2 separate regions of the Zea mays genome follow, and region 2 is linked to region 1. A link is a contact called in public Hi-C data. All regions are on one chromosome and are shown on one strand. Each heading gives the region's core, a stretch centred on a gene start, on an enhancer-like site or on the middle of the called end of the contact. The rest is flanking DNA. Distances are from core to core; before and after follow the strand shown. Region 1 holds the start of LOC100194066. Region 2 holds the start of LOC103644745 (chaperone protein ClpC1, chloroplastic).

Evidence for each region. A called contact is a pair of places that touch in the nucleus more often than the background predicts.
Region 2: a contact with region 1 is called in a Hi-C map of ear, with 3 times the contacts expected there. The contact joins the promoter of LOC103644745 here to the promoter of LOC100194066 in region 1. A contact is called at or near these places in 4 of 25 Hi-C or Micro-C datasets (bundle sheath, ear, endosperm and 1 more).

What each region holds. Positions count from the first base shown.
Region 1 is chr1:81,100,485-81,105,476 of Zm-B73-REFERENCE-NAM-5.0, reverse strand. LOC100194066 reads right to left here and starts at 2,536. Exons shown (of 5, transcript NM_001358900.1): 1 at 2,108-2,536; 2 at 1,685-1,848; 3 at 1,404-1,567; 4 at 1,036-1,289; 5 at 561-836. The coding sequence starts at 2,418. The coding sequence ends at 725.
Region 2 is chr1:81,284,526-81,289,517 of Zm-B73-REFERENCE-NAM-5.0, reverse strand. It overlaps LOC103644745 (chaperone protein ClpC1, chloroplastic), which reads left to right and starts at 2,124. Exons shown (of 5, transcript XM_008667903.1): 1 at 2,124-2,231; 2 at 2,320-2,331; 3 at 2,418-2,635; 4 at 3,026-3,101; 5 at 3,177-3,766. The coding sequence starts at 2,124. The coding sequence ends at 3,416.

The DNA.
Region 1 (4,992 bases), core at 1,287-3,786:
AAAATCTTAATACATTTATATTTTTTGTAAAATGTAATTTTTAAGACAAACGAATGCATATAAATATTAGGTTTCAAAACTAAGGGGCTGTTTGGTTCGTGCCTAAATGTGCCACACTTTGCCTAAGGTTAGTCGTTCGAATTGAAGAACTAACCTTATGCAGAAAAGTTAGGCAAAGTGTGGCAACTTAGGCATCAAACCAAACAGGCCTTAAATAACAAAACAGTTAGTCAAAGTTTTATAAATTTGATTCAAATCTTATCCAAAACAATAAATAATAGAACACCAAATGAAGTACCAGAGATGAAAACCAGCATCACATAACTTATATTATGAAATAACCACAGTAATCATGGAAGGCCGATTGTGGTTGACAGGTCTACCTTCTTTGTGGCTCACTAGTTTATTTTTTAACTAAATGACGATAAATAAAAAAGAACGGGGGAGTTGATAACAACACAACTGCATCTAGTTTTCAAATATAGCTGGCAAGCGAAAGATTGAAGGCATTTCAATTTTCACTCGCTGAATAAATAGAATGAACCATCGATCAATCAGATAGCATAAATAATGTCATATATAAACCACATCCTGGTGACATTATGTACAGTAAGACTGCGAGCTGTATATCTATCTATTCATGGAAATGCTTGCTCGAAAAGGTCCCATGGGCGGCCATGGGCTCTATCCTGGCTTCAAGTCCATTTTGTCAGCACGCCGATCTTCACTTCCCACAGCTCCATCTGGAGGTCGGAACACAGCTGAGGTAGTGGCACCAGCCGCAGTGATCATTCGCGTTCACTCCTCTGAAAAGCATCCCCAGCCCTACGGCGAACCTGTGCAACACATGAGTTTAAATTCAGTCAAACCGACCAAAGTGAGAGAACTTTATTTTTTTCCTTTTGGGGTGGTGAGACGAAAGCTGACAGGATGGCATTAGATTAGCATTATGGCACGAGCATTAAGATATTTGAGCTAGTACTCGTACTCCTACTCTCAGAAAGAGGAGGCACCAGCATGTGATGCGATGCTTACCCGATGACAGCGAGGACCGAGGCCACGGCCAGCAGAGCCCACTGGTAGGCCAGGTACTTCTTGGTGGTGTACTTGACGTCGGAGGGCAGGGCGTAGCGCTGCATCCAGCCGTAGTGCGGGCGCATCAGTAAGACGAACCCGAGGAGGAAGCCGGTGAGGAACCCTCCGATGTGCGCGAAGTTGTCGACGTGCGGGAGGATGCCGATGGCGAGGTTGATGGCGATGACGACCAGCAGGGTCACCAGGGCTGCAGCCTGCAGATTGGACGTTACAACTTCAGTGAGCTGCGATTTAATTCCCAACCCACATTTTCTGCCCAAAGATCCACATTGCGATGTTTAGGACCGAGGAGGGAAGCTATGCATCACCTTGTTTGCATAGATGGTCCAGTTGGTGAAGAGCTCCGACAGCATGGCCCCAAGGAGCCCGAACAGAGCTCCGGAAGCGCCGACAGAGATGTTGTTCCTGATGAACAGAGACGAAAGCACGCTGCCTCCGACGCCAGAGACAAGGTAGATGATGCCAACTCTCACTGCAACGAAAACGGGAACGCACATCCAGATCAGATAAAGCCCTCCTAGTACATGATCCGGCCATACTGGGTGGGGATGAGTAGGTTAATAAGTTCCTACAGCTAGCTGCGCATTACCGTATCCAAACTGTTGCTCCAGTCTGAGCCCGATGAGCACGAGGCTGATCATGTTGGCCAGGAGGTGGGCAACACCGGCGTGCAGCCAGATGCAGGTGACGAGCCTCCACCCCTGGTGCTCCCGCACAACTTTGTCCCATACAAGCGCTCCCAGCTTCTGCAGCCTGCGGGGAAGAAGGTGGCGGTGGTCTGATATGAGAAATCGTACACATGGCATGCGAACAATTTCGAGTAGCGTTTACTGTGGGAAAAATAAACTTGTAATCCTTGAATGGAAGAACAATCAGAGATACTAGGGCGGAGTCGGTTATGGAATCTTTTTTCTCTATCTATGTGATACCGACCGATCTAACGGAGAAGATGCGCAACACTGATAACTGAAGAAAAGGCAGGAAACGGATCTAGGGGGCCTTGAGCACTCACGTGGCCGACGAGGGCCCGAGGAGCGGGTTCTCGCTGAGCGGCTGGAACGAGAAGCGGTGGAGGAACCCGCGGGCGACGCATGATCCGGCGCCGCCGCGGCGAGACGAGGCGGCGTGGGCCGGGCAGTTGTTGACGTACATCGCCACGGCGAAGAGCACGATGTTGACGGCCACGACGAGCGGCACCAACCACGGCACCCACTCCCTCTCCCCGTCGCGCTGCGGGTACAGGTGGCCCGGCGGCGGCGGCGAAGGCTTCCCATCCCCGTTATTCCTCCCGCCCTTCTCCACGTCGTAGCGCGCGGCGGCCATGGTGACGGTGGTGGTCGTAGCGCGCGGTGGGTTTGCGTGCGGTGTGGTATGCTGAAGCGGCTGAGACGAGGCTGGTGGTGTTGTGGACTTGAGGTGTGGTGTAGTGGTGGAGACGTCGTGCAAGGGGAGGCTGGAGGGGAGGGGAGGCGTGCAAGTATATAAACGGCCGCACTTGGCGGATGCCGGTGGGCGGCGTTCGGACTTCGGCTTCTCGGCAGTTACGTGCGTTGTCTCCGGCGCGTTTTGTGGGTGTGCAACTGTGCGAGCTGGCACCTGGCAGGGAGGCGGAAGGTCAGGGGGCGAGCTGGCCGTGACCCAACTTGTCGGCGCGACACGGCTTCACGGCTCGGGCAGGCACGCCGCACGCGGCACCGGAACCGACTCTATTACTCCGCGCTTGTACGTACGCTCATAGCGACGCATGAGTTGCGCCCTGACCCGGTTAAATGCGGAGCGACATACAGGCACAGTTAAATGTGGAGTATAATTATTAATGCACAAGTAATAGACGTAAATCATTTCTTCTATTAAATTGTGATCTATTATTACCTGTCAACCATAAATAAACGTGGAAATGCTTGGGCCAACAGATCCATGAATTTTTATATTGCATCTTAGATAATCTAAAACTTCGCACCTAAATTCAGGAAGTTTAAACTCCATCCCTTCTTAAATAAATAAGGCCATTCACTTTTTTTTAAAAAAAACTTTGACACTCGTTTTATTTAAAATATTTATTCAAAAATGTAAAATTTTAAATCATGCTCAGAAACCTTAAGTGATAAAATAAATCATAACAAAATAAATGATAATTCACAATTTTTTCGAATAAGACGAGTAGTCAAAGTTTTAAAAAAAAACAGTTAACGGCGTCATATATTTAAGAAGGGGGTAGTATTAGTCTATTCCAATTTCACCCTAACATCCAAAACTCTGTACATCTAAAATGAGATTTTTGTGATTCGAAACTTTGGACACACCTGGTTCTAGGACTTTATAGTTACTATCATATTTCAAAAAAAATGTACCATACAAAACTTTATAATCACATTTAAACTGCTTCAAAACATAGGCACTGTGGACCTACTTTTATAGATCTCAACATAATGAACACACAATGGTACAAACAGAACCCAAAATAAACGCTTACTTTAAAAAGGTATTGCATTTTAAATAGATAAATAACTTTATAAAATGGGGGACGTGCTTTTCATTTGCGGTCACACGAAAAAGTGGATATAATTTTATTTGGAAACGAAACGCACGTTAATAACTACTATCACATGGTCCCGGGACGCGCTTGCAAGCTGTGCTGTGCACTGTACTGGCGCGACCCATGTGTAAGTGTGACGGACACAGTTGTCACGGCCGCACGCTCCCGTCCGATCCGTGCATATTATTGTGTGCGTCGGATTCGGATGCCGGCGCGGTGCGAGACTGCGTTCGGCCTAGCCTACCTACCCCGCTACCCGTACCGAGCCACGCCAGACGGAGACGGCAGACGCCACGCAGCGGGACGGGAAGGCAGGAAGGAGGGGGCAAAGGAGCAGAGAAACAGAAGTGGCCCTCCTTGGCGCGTTGTTTCCGCGGCACGGGCACGGCGGCCCAGCTTGTTTTCGTGGTGGCCTAAACGGCAAGGCGGATGCGCACGACGACGACGACCCGAGCCAAGCAGGGGATGGCCTACAACGTCCCTCCGAGTCTGGGGACACATCAGCGTCTATCAGAAAAATCCTCTCAGTGCCATCAAAATCTAAACCGAACCGCCTATACACCATCAAAAATTATAAATTACAATACCATCACAAATTATAAGTTCTAGCTGACCCGGTCCGTATTTATTTTGAGCCGTGTCGGGCCTAGCCCTCAGCCTATACCCTGACAGTTAATTACTTAAACGTGTCAGTCTTATTTCGAGCGGATCGAAATTATAAAATACCTGAAATCCAATTTTTAACCCAAAATTCAATTTCTGGGTCCGCAAATCAATTTCTAGCCTAAAATTCGTATTAGAGCCCAAAATTTAAAGCAAATTTAATAAAAAAGACATAAATTTAACAAAAGAAAACTTAATATTTCTATTAAGTTATTCGAGCTATGCAATGACCACCTTGTTAAAAAAATCCTTTTGTTAGAAGAAAAAAAGCATAACCAGGTCCATACAGAGTTCGTAGGTTCAGTTCATGGTCTAATGTTCATAACAAAAGTAAAATTGCATCACATACTCTAATTCAAAGCTGCAAAAAAAAACATCTAACTAGAATCATCTCTAACTTTGTATTCTTTATCAAGCACATGAAACCGTGGAATTAAGTGTGGTTTTAATGAATATATGAGTCTTTTTTGCCTCTATACGAGCTATTCTGTGACTGTCTTAAATGGGTCGTGCACGTGCCCGCCCGTGGCCCAAACCTAGTCTAGCACTAAAATTTTTCGAATCGTCTGGGTTGTATTTTTCCCGTGCTTTAGGTCAGTCCATCAGGCCCGTACCTATAAGCGATGCTTTGAAACCAGATTTCAGTGTTCCTATTGAAGACTATTGCACGACATTGGATGAGCGTGCGACTTTAGTTC
Region 2 (4,992 bases), core at 875-3,374, 180 kb before region 1:
TGGGTTTTGCGTGCCACATGGTTGTACGTTCATCAGTGTTTATTAATCAGTAATAATATCAAGTGTGTACTCCTACGCAATTAGTACTATCTGTCTCTGTCTCCATATCGGCAGCTCTGGGCTTTGGCTCTGATTTTTCTTCTCCTCGTACTCTTGAAGAAACTCTATATACAAGCTTTTGCCATCCACATCAGAATGTTGGTCATTCTCTAGAACCATCTTAAGTTGAGTACAAGTAAACATAAAACTCTTGTCATCTAAAGAACACAAATTATGTGTAATAAATAAAAAATCTAAACATTTTCTTGTATCGTTGTTTAAACCTTGTAGTCAATAAGGAAACAGCTTGATCAATAATGGGTAAAATAATTATCCAAACTTTATAGCCAAAAAATTGTGCCTAAAAATTTGGGCCCCCAAAATTTAGAGGCCATGTGCGGTCGGTCCTCTTGCCTCGTGCAAGGGATGGCCCTAGGCATTTGCATTAAATTGGTTTTTTAAATATAAGTAAGGCCTAAGCACCGGGGACTGGAGGCCTATTTCTTTTTTCTAATCTCTACTACTACTTAAGTATCTACTGTAGGCGTGCACAGTGGTGCACGTTCTGCCACAGCGATGGCGCACCCGGCCGCGGCGGCATCCCGCCCGCAGCCTTCCTTCAATGGCGCACCCCACCCGCGACCTTCCTTTAATGGCGCACCAATCACCCCGCCCGCGGCCTTCCTTCAATAGCGCACCAATCATCCCGCCCGCGGCCACTAATCAACGCCGCATCCCGCCCGAGGCCTTCCTTCAATGGCGCGTGGAAGGTCGTCTGTTATTAATTGGTGCGACCACGGACGACACCATGGCTCCGCCCGACGCCCCTCTCCCCGCAACTCGCAAGCCCGATATTGTCGGCGTTCTCGCACCCACCGATTTGGCCTGCCTCCCCCAGGATTGCCGGCGTTCTCCCCCCTCCCCGTCGCGCCGCGCGATGCCAGCCGTGATTCCCGCGTCCGCCCGCCCCACATCTACAAACTTGCTCTGCAGATGTCCTCCCGCCCATCGTCATCCATCCCCTGCCGCCGCCACGGACGACCTTCCTCGGCCGCCACAAGGGGGCTTCTGTAAGCGAGCGTGCAGGGGGAGCTATAGGCGAGCGCGCAGGGGGACCCGCACACGACGACGCCCGCGAGGATGCTGGAGGACGTCATCGCCGTCGCGCTCAACATTAGGGCCTCCGACGCGCTCTTTTTGGCCTAGAAACGGAGGAGGCGATGCGGCGCCGTCTCGCCCGTCAGCCGGTGGCCGCACCAATGAGTTCCACGCCGCCACGCTGCACCTTCCTCGTCGTCGGTGTCCTCCTCGAACCTGGTCCGATCCCTTCCCCTCCCCTCTTCTCCCTCCCTCCCACCATCCCAGCTCTTGTCTCTTCATGGTGTTCTTTCCGCAGTTGTTCGATCGAAATTCGACCTGAAAACGGGCACAAGAGATGTCCGTAACACGGGTGGACTTGAGCTGAGAACAAGAAGCGAAGCAACTCGCTGGATCTCATTCTCGAACGCCAATCCCCCAGTCCCCTCCTCCGTCTGCTGGCCAGACCAGACCTGCTCTGCTCTGCTCTTTTTCCTCCATAAGCAACATGGAGAAATGGCCTGTCACTGCCTCCCAACTCTCTAACAGCGATCTCTCGCCTGGGCACTAATTAGTGCTTAGGCTAATGTATGATCGGAGGATCCCCGACAAACACGCTGGCCTAATGCTCTCCCATCCCAAGTGATCCTCCGAGAACTAGCTGGTGCGAAGGCAGGATGTGTTGTCTGCCTCTGTGACCCCCAGTCGCTATTGTTTTGTTTTGTGGGTGGTTACTGTTACCTGCTTCTGAAACAAGCAACCCACTGCAGTGAGCAAAGGAAGAAAGAAAGGTGTGGTGTGTGCCCGTTTTCAGGTCGGTCGTGACTTTGGTTATCCATTGAAAAGATATGCTTGGTGGTTGTGCTGAAGAACAAGTATCCCACGGAACCACAACCGTTTGTATTATCTGGTGATTTCCTGCATTATTAGCTGGCCTAACTAAACCATGCGCTCAGACCCTAAACCAGCTGTAAGTCTGTAACTGAAAAGCACAGTGCACTAGCGGAATGGGGTTCCTTGCTTTTTGGAGCGTTTCCCCAGTCGGATCGGCGGCAGAGCAGGTCACGTGGACGGGGCTCCTTGTTGCTGGAACTAAATACCGTGGAGAGTTTGAAGTGAGACTAAAGAAACTTATGGAGGAAATTAAGCAAAATGAAGACATTATTCTCTTTATTGATTAAGTGCACACACTGATTGGAGCAGGTGCAGCAGAAGGTGCAATTGATGCTGCTAATATTTTGAAGCCAGCGTTTTGTAATTTTCCCAAAATAACCACATTGCTGGTGATTTTATCTGTGTAGTGCACTGGTGCCACAACACTGGATGGGTATAGGAAGCATATAGAGAAAGATCCTGCCTTGGAAAGAAGGTTTCAACCAGTTAAGGTTCCAGAGCCTACTGTGGATGAAACAATACAGATCTTAAGAGGACTTCATGAGAGATATGAACTTCATCACAAACTGAGATACACAGATGATGCTTTAATTGCTGCTGCACAACTGTCTTATCAGTATATCAGGTTTGCAAATCACCAAGTTTTTAAGTAGTATGTTATATATCTACTTAAATTTTACCTTTTTAAGAAGTCACATGAACTTGGCAATGGTTTTGTTATACATTTTTATTGATAATATGTTACCAAAATGCTAATTTGAATTATCAGTTTGGATTTTGAGCAACTTATATTTGCCACCTTCAGTATCAATGTACATTTTTTGAGCCACTCAAATATTATGATTAATTGATTATATCTGAACAAAGAGGGATGGATGGTGGGTAGTTTAGTTTTATTAGAAAATAGTGTATCCTTTGTTACTTTCTAAAGAAATGTCATTTGTTTTTTTATCAAGCAGGCCAATCATTTGGTTGTGATATAAATGGGAATTTATATTGCTTTTATTTCTTTCAGCGATCGTTTTCTGCCTGACAAAGCCATTGACTTGATTGATGAAGCTGGATCTCGTGTTAGGCTGAGGCATGCGCAGGTATTAAGCGATGATTTTTCAGACTACAAACATTTGCTGCATTGTTCCTGCTGATTTTGAGCATTAGTGTTACAGCTCCCTGATGAAGCCAAAGAGCTGGACAAAGAGCTGCGGCAGATAAGCAAGCAGAAAAATAAGGCTGTACGTGGCCAAGATTTTGAGAAGGTATACTATTGTTTGGCACACCGCCGATCCGCTCCCACCTCTCTAGCTACGTCGATCTGGTTAATACCAAGCATTATGTTGTTTCCTTTTGAGATAAATATTTTGTTACTGATTTTACCTTTTGTCTCCTCTTCTTGTTTTTTGCTCTAGAATCTGTAGCAAATGGCTAACGATGAGGACATCCATCACTTGTTTATGACAATAGAACTGATATGTTCAAGATTCCGTAGCAACGCACGGGCACCCAACTAGTTCTCCACATATGGGAATAACAGGGCGACCATAATTCATGACGAGTCGTCAATGTCCACTGCCTCAGCTAAAAGAAGTTTATCAAAGATGAACTTATTGAAAAACTATTAAAATCAACTATGTGGCATGAAAGATTAAATTGTATAGCTACATGTTATATGGACAAGGGTATATTGAAAAATGTGGATCTAAACATTGTCCTCACATATTTTGCTTCAATAAATATTCGAGTGAGTTATTTATTTTGAGAGACATTAGAGCTATATGTAACCTAAAGTTGCAATTAAGAATACTCTGAATTTATGGTCCCTTAATATGATTGTAATTGTCTCTGCGGTCATACGAGGCACAAGCGGAGAGGATGGAGACGTGATAGGTTTGCCTCTTCATCTCCAAGGGTTAATCGGCCCAATGCATCAGGTCACTCTCTGTCTCTACGATGTGTTGTTCGTCTCTGGTTGTCATTACAAATAATATAGTTTTTTAAATAGTTAAACTTTTAGAATTTAATGAAATATGCACAAAATATACTAAGGCTTCGTTTGGGAACACCAACACCGGCCGGTTTCGGCGGGACGGGCGGGCCACGGACAAAAAAAACATGCCCTCGCTGTCTACGCGTTTGGAAGCGCTGCATGTAGGTTTCCTTACCCCGCGCACCACCGGTTTGGACAGGGATAGGGCTCCACTCATTAGACCATCGGTTTTGTGTGCCCCCCACAGCCCCACGCCTATCTCTTTCTCGTCCTCACCAAACAGTTTCCATTGGTGCACAAGCCAAACAGTTTCCAAATAGCCACAGATAGAGATGGCAACGGGTACAAACCCGCTGGGTTTTGCCGTCCCAAACCCGTACCCGTGAAAAATATCTATGCCCATTAAAAAACCCGTACCCATGACGGGTTTGAGATTTTGCCCAAACCCGTACCCATCTGGTTAGCGGGTACCCATGGGTTACCCGCGGGTTTCATCACCAATATACGTGTTCTTCTCATAATCAATAATTATCGTAATGATTAATGATATTATGATCCAAAATCTATATAACGATCAACGAGTTCATGATTTGGTATAAAAATTATTAGTAGAGAATGAAATACAAATAATGAGTTGTATAATTAAGTGACCTTGCACTAAGTTATCCATCCACCACATATATAACGCTAGTAAAAACTATAATAGCAAGCAAGCAACACTCTCACCGACTACTGATACATTTAGCAATTGATAAAAATTATGAAGTAAATAAGGAATAACAAGTTTGTTGTTCGTTTATAAAATAAAATGACAATATGCACTAGGTTTGGCCGGGTTTAAAAAACCCACGGGTTCACGGGTTTGGGTACTATAGGAACAAACCCGTACCCATAAGCCCGTCGGGTATAGATTTATGCCCATTAACAAACCCATGGGTATGAAAATTGACCAAACCCGTACCCTAATGGGGTAAAAACCCATCGGTTTTCGGGTTGCG